Linked DNA regions of Mus musculus: all the other regions are linked to region 3. Evidence: chromatin contacts called from public HiChIP or PLAC-seq and promoter capture Hi-C data. All regions are on one chromosome and are shown on one strand. Each heading gives the region's core, a stretch centred on a gene start, on an enhancer-like site or on the middle of the called end of the contact. The rest is flanking DNA. Distances are from core to core; before and after follow the strand shown.

Region 1 (2,700 bases), core at 25-2,524, 110 kb before region 3:
ATGTTAGCAGCTCCTATAAGGAATGTTGTTGTGAATAAACCGAGCATGTTTGATAGACAAATCTTGTGTGGACATCCTAACTGCTGAGAGTCTTACAGCCCACAGGCTGTGCTCTTGGCAGGAGGGAGGTATAAATTGCCTTTGTCTCCCTTACTCTGACAACCTCAACTATAAGCTGTGTTTACTTGAAATCAGGAGAGTGAATATTTTGTGGATTGAATTTTAAAATCAAAGCAGAATAAATTTCCCTGGTATGTAGAAGAACAGAAATGAACCATCTTTTAGAAATGCTTTTTGAGATTTCATAGTAAACGTGTATAGTAACTGCACTATTATTTCCCTAAGTCACACAAATATATTTCATGTTAACCAGGCTGGACATCAAACCCAGGGCTTCATGCATGCTAAATGAGCACTTCGTCAATTGAACTGCATCCTTAGCCCCCAATATTTATCTTAGTGAAGCTGAAGATACTCAGTAGTAAGTAGGTAGCATAAATGTTAGTGTGCTTAGCATCTGTAAGACTTTGGATTTGAGGCCTGGCAACTCTCCAATACACTGCTTGAAAACTTCTTACATAATTTAAGATGCAAAGGTGTATTCAACATGCTACTGTATTCCAGGGTAGATGTGTCACTCTGGGGATGCCAGGGGATCCTAGCAGATGAGATTTAGCCACTCATCCCCAAAGAATCACAGGGAAAAAAAACCCCAAAAACCTTTATTCCCCTTGCTGTCAGGAAGACATAGCTAAGTGCCAGGCCCCTTTGGGGTGCCAAAAGCAGCCTTAGATCACACAGGACCAGAACAAAGGCAGAGTCAGGGCAGTTTGATTGCAAATGGTCGAGGTCAGGTCACACAGTCGGGCTGGCTATTATCTGAGGACTTTTCTCACAGCCTTGTAAATGTCAAGGAAATTGCTGCTCAGGGGCAGTCTGCCTTTGACTCACAGGATGTCTGTCTATTACAGCTGTGTGATTCTGGACTTTATGATAAACAGAGGGTAAGAACAACTCAGAAAAGGACAGAAACAAAATGAGTCAGGCTAATTGGATCCCCTTCTAAAGGATTTGTAAACACCTGAGTGTAGACAAACTAAAACCCAGAGCGCACCTTGTACATCTATCTCAGTGACGTCTCCTTATGGCTGGCAGCAGAAACAGACCTAACTCTAACCTGAACGGACTAAATAATTGAAATTAATATGTTCCCTGGTGGGGGGGTGGGGGGCTGGATGGAGCTGAAAAGCCTGCTGAGCGGCTCCCTCCCCTTTCATTAATGTGGCATCTGAGTTCCCTGGAGTACTGCCTGAGTCTTTCCCTTTGTACTGTCTACACTCAGGGGACTTGCCAAGCAAATTAACAATGTGATGTGATTAAAGGGAGACTCTCTACAACACAAGGCAGAGTTTAAAGTGCCATTTTAGGGCCTCAGAGCCATCAGCGCTCTGAACATATGGAACTGTTGCGATTGTACAAAGGAATTTCGCTTACCTTACTGACATCACCTGCTCTAAGTCCTAACCAGGCTGTCGTCAAAATTAGCTATAACCTGTTTATAACATAACCATCACAATGCCTTGGTAACCTACTTGTGCTCATTATTTGAACTTGAAAATTTCAAGAGGAAAATGAAAATTCTTGCCATAGGAACTAGTGGAGTTACATTCCATTTTTTTTTTCTACCTTCGTATATAAAAAGCAAGGCACAGTAAGAGGAGTTAGTCTTCCTGTCCAACATAATCAGGAGGCTGCAGGGAGCACCTCTGGACTTGGAAGTAGTTCCTGTGACCCAGAGATGCAGAAGACAGGCCAAGGTACCACCCTTTGTTTTCTAGACAAAAAAACACAACGCAACAAAACAAAAAATACCTTTATTGATTCTTTGCAAGTTTCATATCATGCACCCCAGTCCCATCCATCGTATCTGCCCTTTGCCCTTGCAGCCCCCAACTCCTTATCCCCCAAAATGAAAAAAAAAAAACAACATACAAACAAAATAAAGCATAGAAAATATTTCATTATGGAAGCTTTACCGTGTCACAGTGTGTCCCACAGTGCACCCCTCTGTCCACACATCTTCACTTGCAAATGTTTATTGCAATGAGTCATTGGGTCGGTTCAAGGTCTCTGGCTCCTGTGACACCATCAATATTGGATCCTCCCCAGGACTTTTCCCTGTTATCCTGTTGTTGCCCTGGGTCTTGGACATCCTGAAGCCCTGGGTTAGTGGGTCCGGCCCCTTCAAGTCCCCCAACAGTTCACAGATGATGTAGATTTTGGAGTGGGCCAATTGAAAGCACCTGAATGTGGGCCTTGGTGAGAGCTGGGCTGGTCGACTTTCCCTTATCTGTACCACCAGGGTGAGCTCTCCAGCACTGCTCTGACTAGACCACTCAGTGTCCTTGGCAGGAGGTAGGAGGTAGGAGACATTCCTAGGCAGCTCCTTGCCAGTCTCCACTAAGCCTCCCCACTGTCTGAGCTGTACCTCAGAAGGCCTAGTGTTTTTCTCGTGGCTGTTTACTTCTTCCTTTCCTTCATACCAGCTAAACCCCTAGACCTGTTACCAGTTTGCCCTACGCCCTCCTCTCAGCAGCTTACCTGTCCTGTCTGTTTTTCTTTTCCCTTCAAATTCCAATTAAACTGTCCACATGTTCCCTTCCCAGTCTGTTTTTAGATTTGTTTATCAACCAGATCAAG
Region 2 (2,700 bases), core at 8-2,507, 130 kb before region 3:
GCCCTCGTGGTATGCTTGAAAGCGTCCGTCTTGTCTGCTTCCGCTAACTTCGGACATTTCTTGTCCTGCTCACAGGACATCTGCAAAGGCTTCTCGTGCCCCAGTCCCGCTTCGTGGAGATGGAAATCCTTGAGGATGTCTACCCTCTGTTGTAGGACCTGACATTCATTCTCTAGCAGGGCTGCGATCAAATGCAGCGCGTGGGTGTCATGGCTTAGCTTCTTCACCTGCTCCTCCAGCTTCTGCTTGGTGGATAGCCCATTGTTGGGTTGGTTTTGCAAACAGGCTCGATCCTTGTCAGTAGTTTCTTGGGTTTCGTTCTGGCATTCCTGATATGACCTCATTAGTTCGCTGAGTTCGTTATGCTGTTTACTCCAGTGATCTGCTTCCTGCAGTAACTGCTCCATGTTGTTCCTGAGTTTTCTGTACTCTCCGCGAAGGTGAAGGGATCCATTCCGCGGTCTTTTCACGCTCAGCAGCATGCCGTCGAAGCCTCTCGTTTCTTCTGCATTGCACAGGTCCCTTGCAAACTTTGGTACCATGTTCTTAGCACTCTGGTTTTTCAATAACATCTGCTTCATTGTGTTCTGTTCTCTCTCTGGGTCGAAATGAATGAATAGATCATCTTTAAATCGTATTTTATTTTTCTTCTCAACACCTCTGACGTTAAGTTCTGACAGGTCTTCAGGAATATAGGCATCATCAAAAGGCTCCCCAACTGTAGACTTCTCTTCAACGCCTGCTATGTTTTTGAGAACATCCTTAACGTCTTTTAAGAGATTGCTAAATTTCTGTACCCTCCCTCTTTTCTCTACTGGACAGATGCTATTCTTTGGTGGTGGGAAGGAGTGGTAGCAGACAGTGGGGAGTGATCCGATTTCAAGGAGGGAAATGGTGATCCCAGAGTTCGGTGGTTCTTGCTTAGCACCAGGAGCAGGGTTAGGAGATGGACACCGGGCGGGCATCTCCGCTGAGTTGTCTGTGTCCGACATTGGGACCTGAGGACCCAGAGAGTCCAGGGAGAGCAGATGGCAGTCTCCTGGGAGTCGGTGGAGGAGATGGAACCAGGCAGGAGTTATGGGCCAGAGTTAATGACTGACCCCAGGGAGGTGGTATTCAGGTAGAAGGTTACATCTCAGACAGCCCAGGGGGAGGAGGTGGGAAGGGGGACCTGGAGCTGGAGCTCCATCTCCCTTCTGCTAGGCTTCTGGTATTTTCTCTGAGGCCCCAGCTACTAGGTCTTTATTCTGTCATTGCCCCTCTGGGGCAACACATTCTGTTTCTTTTACATCACAATGGGAGTCCCTTAGATTCCTGTCCCACAACTCAGACACCACAGCCAACCTTACTCCTCCCACATGCCTGCCCCTCTCTTCTCTCCTAGGCTCTTCATTCTAAGAGCATTACAGCAATTTCCTACCTCACCCTCCCACCCCCCTGCCTTACCACACCACACCACACCACACCACACCACACCACACCACACCACACCACACCACACCACACCACATCGAGCCAACCACAACCACGGTGTTCCACCTGAGGGTAAATATAGTTGAGAGAAAGCACAGCAGGCTGAATAAGAATTCTTTCATAGAAGGAGGAAGTGTTGCTCCAGCTGTAGGAGAGATGTTGTGGAAGAGTTAGGAATGTGTGGTGATGTCAGTGAGAATGGCCTCCATAGACTCGTAGATCTGAATACTTGGTCACCAGGGAACGGAACTATTTGTAAGGATTAGGAAGTATGATCTTGTTGGAGGAAGTGTATCACCTACGGGGTGGGCTTTGAGGGTTCAGAAAGTCTATTGCAAGCCCAGAGTATACGTCTCTTCCTGCTGCCTGCAGATCCAGATGTAGAACTCTCAGTTCCTTCTCCTGCACCTTGTCTGCCTGCATGTCACCGTGCTTCCCGTTGTGATAACAATGGACTAAACCTCTGAATTTGTAAGCCAGCCCCAATGAAATGCCTTCCTTTTGTAAGAGTTTCCATGGTTACGTTGTCTCTTCATAGTCATAGAACATTGACTAAGACAGGATAGAAAGCAGAACTTCTCAAAGTGCTCCATCTTTAGTGATTTTTGGACACTAATGTGAGAAATCTTTTCATTCAAAAATATTCTACTGAATGGTAAGAGGCTATTGGCATGAGTCAACAGCACAGTTATAAATTCTCTCTCGGTCCCTCTCCCTCTGTGTCTGTCTCTCTCTGTGTGTCTCTGTCTGTCTGTCTCTCTGTCTCTCTCCTTAGGGGGAGGGTCAGGGGGAGGACAGGGCAGGGAAGAACCCAGGGCTTTCTAGATAGTACATGAGTGTTCTGCCTCCAAACTGTATCCTCAGTCCTCCACTTGGGAATCTTTTTAAAATGTGGCACTTTTAAGATAGGCTTTCTGAATGTATTTATGACTCTTCCAGTCAGTGATAAAAAGCTTGGCCACTTCTCATAGTACCTGATTAAAATGACAATGTGTCTAAAGCATTTGAAACAACTCAGTTCAATCATTATATATATATATATATATGTATTATATATATATACATGTATATATATATAATTTTTTAAAGGAATAATCTGAGACATGGGGATAACTCCATGGGTCAGAGCAGCTTCTTGGAAGCTTAAGGACTTGAGTTCAAGTCCTGGTTCTGATGTACTCCTGGCACAGTTGTATGTGCCTATGGAACTGTTGTGGTTCAGTGGCT
Region 3 (2,700 bases), core at 104-2,603:
AGCCTATACAAACACAGACTCAGAAAGGCTAACACGTGAGCCGTGCTGAATAAGGCAGGAAATGCTCAGATGAGGCGGCTACACAAACCCCATTGAGCTTGTTTTGTGTTGGTCATCTTTGCCTGGGTGTGGGCCTGGGCAGGAGATAAGTATAAGTCTGGCTTGTATACCCAGTGAGAAGACTAATTTTCCTTTGCAGTGTATTGATTTTTTTTTTTTTTTTTGGCACTCATAGTTCTGTTTTTCTGTCTAAGAAAGAATAAGATTTTTGTATACAAAAAGAACTATTGTCCTATGTGTTAAAATGAGAGAACTCTCAATTTTTCGTCAACAGTGTTGCCACTGGCTTGGCACTCTGCACCCACCCCGAGTCTAAAGCTCGGGGAACCATGTTCAGCCACCCCTTGTTTAGTCTCTTTGGCTGTAATGGCGTAGGTTTTCTGTCAGTTCTAAACCACACACCTGCTTGACGCCCGTCTGCATTCCCCACGTGCAGCGTAGCTGTGGGGTTATGTATCAGCGCTCTGGAGGAAGACACAGGCAAGGAAGAGAGCCGAGCACGTTCTGCACACACTGCACATACAGCGGGAACGCTGACACCTCAGTTATGGGTCAGTTCCAGCACACACTTGTCATTCAGTGAGGAACTGTAAGCGTATAGATCACGCCATTCACCTCCATGTCAAGGTCTGAGGGAGTGTTTAGCTCACTGTCAAAACATTTCCTGTTTTCCCTTTCCTGTGTAGAAGTCTTTTTTTTTTCTGGAGCTCTTGGTGAAACATGAACCATAGTCAGAAAACTCAACCATACAGGACAGTTAAGATGAGACTTGGCAGCCAGGGTGGCGGTGGCACACGCCTTTAATTCTAGCACTTAGGAGGCAGAGGCAGGAAAACCTCTCTGTGAGCTCAAGGCTGCCCAGAACCTGGGGCTGCAGTGACTGCTCAGTCATTTAGCACTTACAGGTGCTGACTGTCTAAAGCCGTGTAGTTTCACATCGTCCTCACAAAAGCAGTGTTCCTTGCATTTCACAGAGGGAAGAGCATTCCCATTTCCCAGGATGGGCCCTTGGGTACGTGTTCTTGACTGCGCATTGCCTGGGAGCACCACTGCTGTCCCAGCCCCTCCTGTCCCAGTCCCTGCAGCTGACTTTGCTGGCGTCTGGCCACTGGATCCATTCAAATAGCATTTACTGGACGGACAAGCCCTGGTGTCTTTCCAGATATGGATGGGCACTTGGCTCTGCAGCTGGCCATTTGGGATGCCTTTCCAGTGCCTAGCCTAGAGATAGTGCACCATTATGAAGGCCTGTTATCCTGCCAGCCTCAGAATGCAGAGGAGGAAACTGTGCTGGCTTGAATAGGTTACTGCTGTCTGTTACAGAGGAGCATGCTCTGCAGAAGCCTTCTTTGTGCCTTTGTTCCTACCATTGACTGGGTGGCCACCTGCTGGGGGTGTGAGCATTATGGTTTCAATGTCTCCTTTGTGTACAGCCTTCAAGCTCAAACAGCAGCAAGTCCCCAGGTTAGATTTAAGAGAGAAAGTTGTTCTCCTTTGAGGGAGAAGCCGCCCACTGTTTGCTTCTAAGCAAGTGGGTTCGTGCCCCCACATCATTGCCTATGAAAGACCAAGCTCATGTTTTCTGTGGTAACTTAAGCTTCAAAAGAAACGGGAATGAATAGAGTGGGCCCACTGACTTCTGAACTGTAGACTGCCTCACAGCATCCAAGTCTTGTGGAGCAGGAGGAAGCAAAAGCTCCAGCGGGACTTGAGGGATGAAAGGCTGTGTTCTCCTGGCCCTCAGCTCTGGCTCTCTGGGATTTTTGTAGCTAAGCCCTATTCCATAGAGATAGGAAAGACCATTGCTTCTCAGATGGTCTTGGTAAGTGTAGTCATTCCGTTCTTTCTTATTCTGTTTATCAGTCTTCCTGCAATCATGTAATAAACTTTCATAATTTTGTCTCTTTTTCTTTGAGCTTACTGTTTTGAACAAGTAGGAATTATGATATAAAATTCAAAATGTACTAAAGAAGCAAGAATTCCAGCCTTCTGTATCCACAGCCAGATCAGCAGCCTGATTGCTTATTTTGTTTGATTTATAAGAAAGGATCTCACTACATAACCCAGGCTGACTGCTTTGAACTCTGCGGCTCCCGGGCTAGTCTTGAGTTCACTGCACTGCTCGGACCATCCATTAACTTGGGATTCTTCTACCTCTGCTTCCTGAGTTAGGACAGGGGTGCAGCCATTCCCGCCCACCAGCTGCCTCTAATCTGCCCTTCAGATTTATCCCATTCCCAGTTCAGCTTGTCAGCTTCAGTGCCCTGAGTAATCACGAATCCCAAGGTCTCGTTCCGCATGTGTCCCAGCTCTTTTTTTTTTTTAAGATTTATTTATTTATTTATTATATGTAAGCACACTGTAGCTGTCTTCAGACACTCCAGAAGAGGGCATCAGATCTCATTACGGATGGTTGTGAGCCACCATGTGGTTGCTGGGATTTGAAGTCAGGACCTTTAGAAGAGCAGTCACTGCTCTTAACCACTGAGCCATCTCTTCAGCGCCCCCTGCTCCCCCCCCCCCCCAGCTCTGTCTTAAAGCTAGTTTATGACTTCTGGCTGCTGTTTAATTTGCCTGATTTCACTGTCATCCGTTGTGAGCATGATCGTAGTCCCAGCCCCTGAGGCAGAATTGATGAGT

Evidence for each region. Promoter capture Hi-C pulls out the DNA fragments that hold promoters and counts their contacts. HiChIP or PLAC-seq counts read pairs in DNA pulled down with a chosen protein or histone mark.
Region 1: an H3K27ac HiChIP or PLAC-seq map of stem cell-derived neural progenitor cells shows a contact between it and region 3. The contact joins two enhancer-like sites. A contact is called at or near these places in 2 of 15 datasets of contacts at CTCF or cohesin (large pre-B cells and pro-B cells), 15 of 484 Hi-C or Micro-C datasets (the 3T3-L1 cell line, the F1.1 cell line, the P5424 cell line and 10 more), 7 of 115 datasets of contacts at active chromatin or transcription factors (VIP interneurons, double positive thymocytes, embryonic stem cells and 3 more) and 4 of 9 other capture datasets (adipose tissue, embryonic stem cells, liver and 1 more).
Region 2: a contact with region 3 is called in a promoter capture Hi-C map of Sertoli cells, with 6 times the contacts expected there. The contact joins the promoter of Spz1 here to the enhancer-like site in region 3. A contact is called at or near these places in 14 of 39 promoter capture datasets (the 3T3-L1 cell line, the C10 cell line, the HPC-7 cell line and 10 more), 2 of 15 datasets of contacts at CTCF or cohesin (large pre-B cells and pro-B cells), 11 of 484 Hi-C or Micro-C datasets (Sertoli cells, cardiomyocytes, double positive thymocytes and 7 more), 6 of 115 datasets of contacts at active chromatin or transcription factors (VIP interneurons, double positive thymocytes, embryonic stem cells and 3 more) and 5 of 9 other capture datasets (adipose tissue, embryonic stem cells, liver and 2 more).

Annotation. Positions count from the first base shown.
Region 1 is chr13:92,593,352-92,596,051 of GRCm38.p6, forward strand. No RefSeq gene overlaps it. Among named protein-coding and RNA genes, the nearest start is that of Serinc5, 16 kb to the right of the region's middle. Within about 2 kb of position 1,275, at least 84 of the 459 cell types and tissues checked have an H3K27ac peak or open chromatin away from gene starts, as enhancers often do. A contact at or near this core is called in Sertoli cells, VIP interneurons, neural progenitor cells and 3 more, where this site is marked.
Region 2 is chr13:92,574,975-92,577,674 of GRCm38.p6, forward strand. It overlaps Spz1 (spermatogenic leucine zipper 1), which reads right to left and starts at 1,258. Exons shown (of 1, transcript NM_030237.3): 1 at 1-1,258. The coding sequence starts at 992.
Region 3 is chr13:92,702,173-92,704,872 of GRCm38.p6, forward strand. All of the region lies in intron 9 of Serinc5 (serine incorporator 5), which reads left to right. It overlaps Gm41018 (a long non-coding RNA gene), which reads right to left. Exons shown (of 4, transcript XR_003950693.1): 4 at 255-2,700. Among named protein-coding and RNA genes, the nearest start is that of Gm41018, 3.6 kb to the right of the region's middle. Within about 2 kb of position 1,354, at least 59 of the 459 cell types and tissues checked have an H3K27ac peak or open chromatin away from gene starts, as enhancers often do. A contact at or near this core is called in Sertoli cells, VIP interneurons, double positive thymocytes and 4 more, where this site is marked.